Linked DNA regions of Rattus norvegicus: region 2 is linked to region 1. The links are chromatin contacts, called in public Hi-C maps. All regions are on one chromosome and are shown on one strand. Each heading gives the region's core, a stretch centred on a gene start, on an enhancer-like site or on the middle of the called end of the contact. The rest is flanking DNA. Distances are from core to core; before and after follow the strand shown. Region 1 overlaps Fbxl21 (F-box and leucine-rich repeat protein 21). Region 2 overlaps Slc25a48 (solute carrier family 25, member 48).

The links. A called contact is a pair of places that touch in the nucleus more often than the background predicts.
Region 2: a Hi-C map of the A7r5 cell line shows a contact between it and region 1, with 3 times the contacts expected there. The contact joins two enhancer-like sites. A contact is called at or near these places in 4 of 12 Hi-C or Micro-C datasets (the A7r5 cell line, the Rat2 cell line, Schwann cells and 1 more).

The regions. Positions count from the first base shown.
Region 1 is chr17:8,068,389-8,073,284 of GRCr8, reverse strand. Fbxl21 (F-box and leucine-rich repeat protein 21) reads left to right here. Exons shown (of 7, transcript NM_001291408.2): 6 at 3,395-3,566. Among named protein-coding and RNA genes, the nearest start is that of Fbxl21, 7.8 kb to the left of the region's middle. Within about 2 kb of position 2,019, at least 1 of the 93 cell types and tissues checked has an H3K27ac peak or open chromatin away from gene starts, as enhancers often do. A contact at or near this core is called in the A7r5 cell line, where this site is marked.
Region 2 is chr17:8,122,300-8,127,195 of GRCr8, reverse strand. It overlaps Slc25a48 (solute carrier family 25, member 48), which reads left to right. Exons shown (of 9, transcript XR_010059371.1): 8 at 1-3,555. Among named protein-coding and RNA genes, the nearest start is that of Il9, 7.7 kb to the right of the region's middle. Within about 2 kb of position 2,740, at least 3 of the 93 cell types and tissues checked have an H3K27ac peak or open chromatin away from gene starts, as enhancers often do. A contact at or near this core is called in the A7r5 cell line, where this site is marked.

The sequences.
Region 1 (4,896 bases), core at 770-3,269:
ATGCTTCTTGGCAAAGCTAAGGCCAGCATTTCCCAGCAGCCTCCTGGGCCAGCATCTGGGTTCAGCGGTACAGTTCACCAGCAGGTGGCAGGCAGTAGGCAGCCCTGTCTGTCCGAGTGTGCTCCTGAGCCTCTGAACAGCCTGAAGAGACTCTCTGGGATCCATTCTTGGTTTCCCTATGTGTACGTGAGTGGGAGAACTAGGTAAAATTTCGGTATTTTGCTAAACATAAAGAGTGTAGCAAATTGATTCTAACGAAGCTGTGCTGTTTCAATGTCCTTCAGAATAAAACAGCTAATCCAGAGCTGATGGGAGCAGGGAAAAAAGGACCAACCTTACAGTTCTTGAAAGGAACTTACAGTTCTGTAATAACTTAGGAGGCCTCTAGCCTCTACTACTCGGAAAACCATTTTTAATTAGTGTAAGTCAACGTGTTTACGTGTTTATAAGCCAGCGTGGCCATCCTAACAGGACTGGTAGAACCTTTAATATAGCCGAAACTAATTTTGTGGAAGGAAAATTTGGTTTCCATACTTTTTGACTTTGCCAGAAAGAGTAAATCTGAAAATGGAATTCTGCCTATCTTGAAGGCAAAATTATTAATTAGCTTTATTTTGTGATCCTTTAAAACATGTAACTATTTTCATCTCCATTGTTTAAATCTGCTAGAAAAAAAAACCCGTAAGATTATAAGCCTTCATTCTTTTGACAAATGTTTATTGACTACTCTGCAAAGAGGGGAAATGCATTTCTCCTCGCAAGCGGTCAGAAAAGCCCAGAGAATAAGCATCTATGTCTCTGCCTCAGCCCCTCAGCTCCATTGTTGCCGTGGGAAGGCTGGTGCAGACAACACGGAAAGGGAAGCACGTGGCTGCGTGCCGTGCAGACTTGGTCTGTGAGTGTTAAAGTCTGTGCCGTGCGGGTCTTGTGGCATGTGGTTACGCTTCTGATTATGTCCAACCCCTTCAAAATGTAAAAAAACTCGTTCCTTATTCAGGAAACATAGAGAAGCAGACTCTGCACTGGGCTTGTCTGGTTGTCTGTAATTAGCTAATCCCCATTCGAGAAAATAAAGCAAAGTGTCTCCTCTTAACATCGGACATCACATTCTTACAGTTAAAAGAGCTGAGGCAGCCTTTACGACATGCTTGGGACTCTTCTGTCCTCGTCTTCCCATTTCCTGTTGTGCTATGAAACTTTCTGATAGAGGGATGTGATGTGCACATTAAGATATCTACACCACCAACAAATTATCCCCCTCCCCCCAGGGATTCTAGGTTGGTTTTCGCGTATGCATACCACTCAGTGTAATGCAATACACAATTAGGTTTAAAAATGGAAATCACATGATCATCTCCCTAGGCATAGGAGAGGCCTTTGACAAAGTTCAACCTTCCTGGAACCTAACCTTCCTGGAACATTAGACAAGTATGTTCACTTAAACCACTCTCATTCAGTGCTGTACACGAAGCCTTAGTTAGAGCAGTAAGATAAGAGAAGTAAAAAAAGAAAGATAGGAAAGGAAGAACACAAATTATTCTTGCTTGTAGACGTGATTCTATGCTCACAAGATCCCAAAGAGTCCACCAGAGAACTCTCAAACTCCAGCAAAGTAACGAGACATAAAATCACCATGTAAAAGCTGTAGCCTTTCTGTTTATTAATAATGAAACTGGTAAGAAAGAAAAAAATCAAGAAAAAACACCATCTATAATGCCCCTCCAGACCCTGAAAACTCAGAATTAAACTTAATTAGGGAGTGAGGCAGTGAAAGATCTCTGTAACAAAAACCTTAAGATAGTGAGGAAAGAAATTTAAGAAGATACTAGAAGATGGGAGACCTCGAGACAGAATTAATAGGGTAGAAAGTAGCTATGGTAGCCAGAGTGATTTACAGCTTCAACATGGTCTCCATCAAAATTGCATTGACATTCTTCACAGAGGTAGAAAAAAACATTCTATGACTCACGTGGTAGCTTGAATAAACCCTCATTGCCAAAGCGGTTATAGTCAGAAAGAGCAATGTGCCAGGACAAAGGCGGCCTCAAGTTAGACTGCAGAAACTGCCTGGAACCGTCACAGGGCAGACTTCTCAACAGCAGTGTTAGTGGAGCATAAGACAGAAAACTGAGCTCAAACAGCTACAGACAGAAGTCAAAAAACACACACTGGGAAAAGCACAGCATAGTATCTTCAGCAAACATAAGTTGGGAAACCGGGTATCCACATGTAGAAGAACAAAGCTGGACTCCTATCTCTTACGCTGTACAGAAACCATTAGAATAGACCTAAAGCTGAGCCCAAATACCTACATCAACCTAATCCCCGACAGAAGGCCAGAACACGCATCAGAAGAACTACAGGATGCAGATCTGCTGAGGTAAATCCTCACAAGTCACTGACACGGTGCATACAGAGCCATGTTTACTCTTCTACTGTCCACAGTGGCTAGCAAGTAGAACCAGGCTAGTTGTCCGTCAACGGATGGGTGAATGAAGCATGTACATGAAGTATATACACAGTAGGGTTTTATTTCGCCTGGAAGACTTGCGAAATCATGGTGTTTGCAGGAAAATATGTGGAAGTGGAGATCATTATGTCAACTGCAGTTTACCAGACCCAGGAAAACAAAACAAATACTGCATGCTTTACCTCATGCAGACACTCACTCTCTCTCTCTCTCTCTCTCTCTCTCTCTCTCTCTCTCTCTGTGTGTGTGTGTGTGTGTGAGTGTGTGTATACATGCATGTTTGAGATCATAAAAAGAGAGGGGAACCATGAAAGAGGGGAGGGAAAGAGGCAAATGGAATATATATGACAAGAGAGCAGGAGTAGTATTTGAAGGGAGCAGGGAGGCATCTGAGACAGGTAAGTTGGGAGGGCAGGGAACGGCAGACAGAAGGGCATGGTTAAGAACAAAGTTTAAAGACATACGTGCAAGAAATTGCCGTAAAGGGGTTGGGGATTTAGCTCAGTGGTAGAGCGCTTGCCTAGCAAACGCAAGGCCCTGGGTTCGGTCCCCAGCTCCGAAAAAAAGAAAAAAGAAAAGAAGAAAAAAAAAAGAAATTGTCGTAAGGAAACCCACTCTTTGATTTTTTTTTCTTTTTCCCGGAACTGAGGACTGAACCCAGGGCCTTGTGCTTGCTAGGCAAGTGCTCTACCACTGAGCTAAATCCCCAACCTGAAACCCACTCTTTGTATACTCAGCTTGAAATTTTACTTAAAAAGGAGATAGAAATGTCTTCTACTGGCTAGTGATACCATGGAAACCTAATATAGTTATTGTTTTTTATCATATCTTTTAGCATTTAGCAGATCATATTTTAAAGCCACTGGATCGAAACTGTGAGTTTTGAATAACGTTTTCACAACTTTTTCCCTTTTGCCACACAAGTCTCACTTTGTGTCGGCGCTTACAGTCGTGTTTGTCAACTCAAAATCGTTATCATCGATTAAGATTGAGGACACGCCAGTGGACGACCCTTCCCTGAAGATTCTTGTGGCTAACAACAGTGACACCCTGAGACTCCTCAAAATGAGTAGCTGTCCTCACGTTTCCTCTGATGGTAGGGTGTATTTTTTTTATATAAATTGAATAAGAGCTTTTATTATAGTAACAGTAGGTCACTCGTTGAAAAAGCACATGCCTTTGTAATGTAATTTATTAATTTTATTCAAAAGTGATCTTAATCTTCAAATTAGATGTCAGTTGTGTCTTCAGAAAATATCTTTCCCAAACTGACCAGAAACTACTAGCACACTTATTTACATTCCTTTTATTTGCAGCTCTCTAATGTCCTATGGTTTCTATTACGACAGTAAGAGAGCAGCCTTGCTCTGTTCCTCATTTAATCAGACTGACTGCGGGTTTCCCCCGTTTACATAAGGTCAGCTATAGGTTCATCATATGTATTCTCCGTTATTTTGAGACACATTGCTTTGGTTTTTTGTTTTTTTTTTGTTTTTTTTGTTTGTTTGGTTTTTTTTTTTTTTTTTTTTTTTTTTTTTTTTTTTTTTTGTTGGAGCTGGGGACCGAACCCAATTGCTTTGGTTTTTAACATGAAGTATAGCAGGTAGTTGCTACTCTGTGGTTCTTTTCCTACCCTTTATTTTTCAATTTTACCTCCTAATAGTAAATAAGAGAGAAAGAATGAGGGGAGAGAGAGAGACAGACAGATAGAGGGACAGAGAGACAAAGAGGCAGAGAGACAGAGAGAGAAAGATAAAGGAAAGACAGACAGACAGACAGACAGACACACACACACACACAGAGATCCCTGAATCTAATTTTTCTTCCTTTGTTTCTTATTTGAGTACCACTACTAATAAACCACAACTACCCCACCCCCCAAATCACAGCCAGCTGCTGCAGACAGGCTGAAGCAGCCCCGTAGCCCCCATATCCCCACGCCCGGGGATCAAAACGAAAACCCATTCTTGTCACTACGATGGAGGAATGTGGCGTTTTTGTCAAAAACCCTTTTCCAACTTGTTTGAGACAGGGCGTCTTGTTGGCCACTGTGTACACCAGGTCAGATGGCCCAGGGGCTTGTGGGGATTCCTCATGGCCACCGTCCATCTTGTAGGATTGCACTAGGGTCGCTGACACACTGCCACCTCCAACTTCACACAGCAGCACAGCAAGCTCGTTAACTACTGAGGTTTTCGAGTATCTGGTTAAGATTTTGGCACGCATGTTCTTTTTTCTTCTCTGGTCAGTTTAAAATGAACACTTCAAAGGAGTGGGTCTTAGGGCATTTTCATGTAGACTCGTGGCCATATTTGCCTCGACTCCTCCCTTGGGCCCTCCCTCCGCTTCCTGCCCCTCTGCTTTCAGGTCACGTGAACCCCATTTGTCTCTCCTGTTTCCCCCACACCTTCCTTCCCTTCCTAGCC
Region 2 (4,896 bases), core at 1,491-3,990, 53 kb before region 1:
AAGAATCCCTGTGTTCACCGTAAGGTCCAGCTGCAGCCTGAAACCCAGAGCTGGCTTTGTACAGGACAGCCACCGCCATCCTGCCTAATGGCCCAGAACCACGTCCACGTCCCGTGGTTAACTCTTCAGCTACAAAATGGCTTTGGAACACAGACCTCAGATCCCGGAGTGACTGGGCACTTGTCCTAGCTGTCGTACTAGGCCGCTCTTGGCCACTGGCTCTTTAAGGAGGCTGGGGGAAGTTACCAGAGAGCCAACTCGTGGCATCTGAGAGCTGTAGCTGAGCCCGCCAGAACTTTGCTTTCTGAATGTCTTTTCTCTTGCAAAGGGCTGGGAAACACGTCTCCTTAGGAAAAAAACCAAAAACAAACCAAAAAAATCCCTCTAAGGGCAGTAATGGGGTTGGGGAATAGGAAGACGCTACCTCAGTTGGGAAGGAGTGACCCCAGCAGCATTGTCTGGAACAAGGTGTTTAATATCCTGCTCTAACCAGGAGCCATGGACCCCAGGTCCTCTAGCAAGCCTGGCTTTTAACTTACAAAGGTTTGGAGCAGGCCACAGTCTATGTGGCAGAGTCACGAACTCTCTGAAGACGTGAACAACAATGCCAGCCTTCTCATCTGGTCCCCCAAATGGAGGAGACAGTGTATCTCAGATAACCCTGGAACACTCACAGCAGGCCCTAAGAAATGGTGGGATGAGGACTGTCTCCAGAGGCCCAGGCACAAGGGTCAATAAAAATCCTTTCAGAATATATGCCTAGCATGGAGGGCACAGTTCCCTAGAGGTTTGGGGAGGCGGCACCTTCCTTCCCATCTGCCCCTAGTTTTGTTTCCTTCTGTGGTACTCATAGCAGAGAGGTGAAACTCAGTGAGAACCCTGTGGGGCGGTTATTTTGTCATGGGGATGGCTTGAGGAAGAAGGTCGCAGTCACTCGTAAGCCGTCCTCAGGTTTCCTCGTGAGTCATCAGCCCCTTCCCCTTCAGGATCCTGGTACCAGAACCCTCCTAGAACAGAGCTGTTCTATCCTCTGACCTGGTGTGTGTACTCCAGACCTGGGAGCCTACTTTCTGTTTACAAGGCGCTTCATAACCAAAGAAAGGAGATGCGTTCTTCCCGTGACACCTCGTTTGAGCATTTACAAACAATCCCAGACAGCCTTCCTGACCGACTGTGGCACAAGACCCATCTCCATGTGGGTGTGTCCAAGCCTAGATCCTGCTGGCCACAACTCAAAAAGAGCATTCTTTATGCACCCTCTCTCCTCTCTGCGCCACCGTAATCTGAGCAGGCCTCACCCCGCTGCAGGCTGCGATTGCAGCGCCCGTAGAGCCAGCAAGGGTGCATTACTGGAGAGTAGGAAGACCCAGCCGTCTCCGTCCGGTGCCAGGTGGGACACAGCCATCATCCCGAGCTTCGAGTCCCTTCCTTCATGACTGCAGACTTTCTCTCCAGAGTCCAAGTGCTGGTGGGAAACAGCAGACCATACATGGGTCAGGCAGCCATCATCTCTTTCAGCTCTGGGTTAGAACCTGAGAAAGAGAGGCAAAAACATTCTGTGCCCACGGATGTTGGAAACCCAGCATAGACTTGCACTCCTCAATCAAAAGCACAGAAAAGTCCTTAGGGTTGTTTCTGTATACGTAGCGCCCTACCTGACTTCTGAGAGACCTTGGTCACCCTCCTCTCTCTTCAGTTTAGGTCTTTGGAGATGCTGCCAGAAGAAACCAGCTTAACTAAGAGGGGTGGGGAGGTTAGCATGTGTCATTTTCTTCGTGGTCCTCAAGTTGGGAAGGGAGGGTTCAGTGTCTGGAAAGAAACATACAGGGGAGGAAAATCCAAAGATTTGCTCCCAAGCCTGAGCGGGTGATGTGTTGGTGTCATGCCTGAGCCGCAGATGGCAGCCAGAGCTCACAGGGGCGGGTGTTCTGTGGGCGTGACTTCTACGTGGAAATCCCAATAAAATGCAGTCTGCTTCCCAGTGTGACTTTGTGCTTCTACCTTACCACCTATGGGAGCCACATAGGAGATAACCTTGCTCTTCCGTGGCGCGCGTCCATGATGTCACTTCCGGCTCTGCGCCTGCAGCAGCCACGCCTACTGCACCCCAGAGCCCTTCTCAGCACACTGCTGAATGTGGCTTCAGAGTCCTGCCTCACATTGTCACCTGCGCAGTCGCCACCAGCCAAGCAGAAATGTGGTCCAGGGTGGTCTTAAACCCCAGTGAGGGAACTGTCTTCACAGCCATGTAAAAAACAAACGTTTTAAGATCTTCCTTGGTTTGCCCCAAACCAAGCACCAAATCACAACTGCCCCCTAGAGGCCGACATGACCATTTTCAGTGTAGATCACAGGTGCTTCCTCAGAATGCTCTCCAAGCCCACCCTTCACAGCTCTTGAAGCTCAAAGTCCCTTGGCTAGATCTGAGCCGATGGGCTTGTGGTCACTTAGTGATCACCTGTGTTGAGCCCCTGCTGTGTGCAGGCACCGACTCAAGGGAAGAGTGGAGGAGCTCCGGCAAAGCTTTCGTGCTAGTTTACTAGACTCCTTAACAGGAAGAGGCTGGCCCAACCCCCACTTCAGCATCACGGGCAGGTACTGAGGGTCTTGGTGAGGTGCTGTGCTCCTGGTATGTTACAGGATGGACCCAGAGTGCCTCCTCTATCCCATCCCAGGATGTGTCAAGCAGGCATGCACTAGTGCCTGCCTAGGCTGCACAGTTGGGTTGAAGGAGTGGTATTTTCAGAGGCCAATCAGGATCTCCCATTGTGTACTCCTGGCTAGGCAGAGAGTTCACTCCTCTGTAGTGAATGACTAAGGGGCAGTTGGAAGCCCTTCTGCTTGTCTGTGACATCACGTGCTGTACAGTCCTTAGGAAAACCCGTGTGCTCATGAGAAAACGAGAGTGGAGAGGAAGGTGGTATCTTAGAGTCATTGGAAGTTAGTTTTCAGTCTTGCCGGTCGCTTTGAGGACCGGAAACATTATTTCTCAAAAGCCTGTTTGGCTGATATGCCATAGAATTGCCACTTGGTGGCAGCAGAGTGTCAACTAAATCCTGAGGGTGCCTGCTAGCTGGTGACTGTTCTGGGAGCGCTTGGGTCCTGGGCACTTCCCTCCCAATCTTTGTTCTCGGTGCCCCAGGGTGTGGTCCTTCCCTTGGGTTTCAACCTCGGTGTCTATCTGCATGATCTCGACACGTTCTGCTGCTTGGGCTTAAGTTCTCCTCGTCTGTAAAAAAAAACCACAGTCTTCCTCTCTGATCCGGGGCTGTTAGCTTTTGTCTGGAGGTTGACAAAGGGTGGCTGGGTCTGTGTACCCTGGGCCCGGACCATGTGAAACTCTGAGCATCATAACTGCTCCTTTGTGTCTTCATAAGCATGCTTTGGAATGGGATAGATGCCGATACTGAATAGATCTTCGCATGCTCCGGACACAGGATGGGCTATTGGTCCGTGTTCTAACTCCCAGAATCCTCTCTGCTAAGCTGTTGTCAAAGAAGATTCCGGAAGCACGTGATTCAGTTGTGAAGTCCAGGGAGCTGTACATCCAGAGAAGTATGGCTTCTGGCCACTGGCTGAGCATAGAGAGGGCCCACTGGGCTTGATTCCCCTGGGCATGGAGGGGCCCACTGGGTTAGGTAACCCAAGTCTTAAAAGATCGGTGTTCCGCGCTCCTGCCTCAGTTCTACCTTCCCCTGCATGCTTATTATGGTTGCTGAGTCATCAAACCGTGTCCTTGGGCGCTGGGGACACAGGTGCAACTGTTTTCATTTTCTACCTAAATTTAACTGTCCTTCCCCTCCCCCCAGCCCGCGCCACTTCTCCTTCCCCCACCAAGCCCCATTCTATCCAATAGCCAGGAGTGGGTCTCGGGTGTGATTTTGCCACTTCTGGGGAAAATTTAGGCATCCTGAGTGAAATGGTCAACTCGAGATGGCCCCTTTACCCCTGGAGGTGACTTGAGATTCTGAGACCGGGATACCCTGCTGTATTCTCTGGGTTCCTGCAACAAATCTGCCCAGGGGCTTAGCCCCCTGCACAGGGTAGCATCTGATCCATTTGAACAATGTGCTTCTGGGCCTCAGTTCTCATTTATGCAGTGAGAAGTATACACAACTGTTAGTGGGTACCTCAGGAGGTCAACGTGAGGATCCAACTCACTATCCTACAAGTCACTCTTATTTCTGCCTGATGCCCAGGAAAGAGGAACAAGTGCTCCAGGTGAGCTCTCCTCACCCAAGGTGTGCCCTTCTCACCCCAGGTGTGCCCTCCTCGCCCCAGGTGTACCCTCCTCACCCCAGGTGTGCCCTCCTCACCCCAGGTGTGCCCTCCTTATCCCAGGTGTGCCCTCCTCGCCCCAGGTGTACCCTCCTCGCCCCAGGTGTACCCTCCTCACCCCAGGTGAGCCCACCTCACTCCAGGTGTGTCCTCTTCACCCCAGGTGTACCCTCCTCACCCCAGGTGTACCCTCCTCACCCCAGGTGTGCCCTCCTCACCTCAGGTGTGCCATTCTTGAACTGTGTCTGCAGGAGTGAATCTTTTCTTACTCAACTTTACAGTCAGGCCAGGGAAAGCACCAGGCTGGCAGGTGGTTTTGATGTGGCAGCAAGCCTCAGTTTCTATTGCTTGGCCCCTCCCCCTAGCAGTAGCTAGTGTTGTCTTCTGAGACCACCCCAACCACCAGCATCCGCCCCTCCCTGAGATCCTGAATGAATGCAGTCAGCAAACCACAGTGAGTAGTCAGACTCAGAAAACCCAGATGGAGGGGAAACCACCCAGGTTGCCATGTAGCCAGCCAGTCAGGGAGCTGCAGACGCCTCTGTTCCTCCTGGAGATGACCCAGAGCCAGAGGGACCGTAAGTGAGCCCCAAGTCAGAGCAAAGCTGTTTTGTTCAC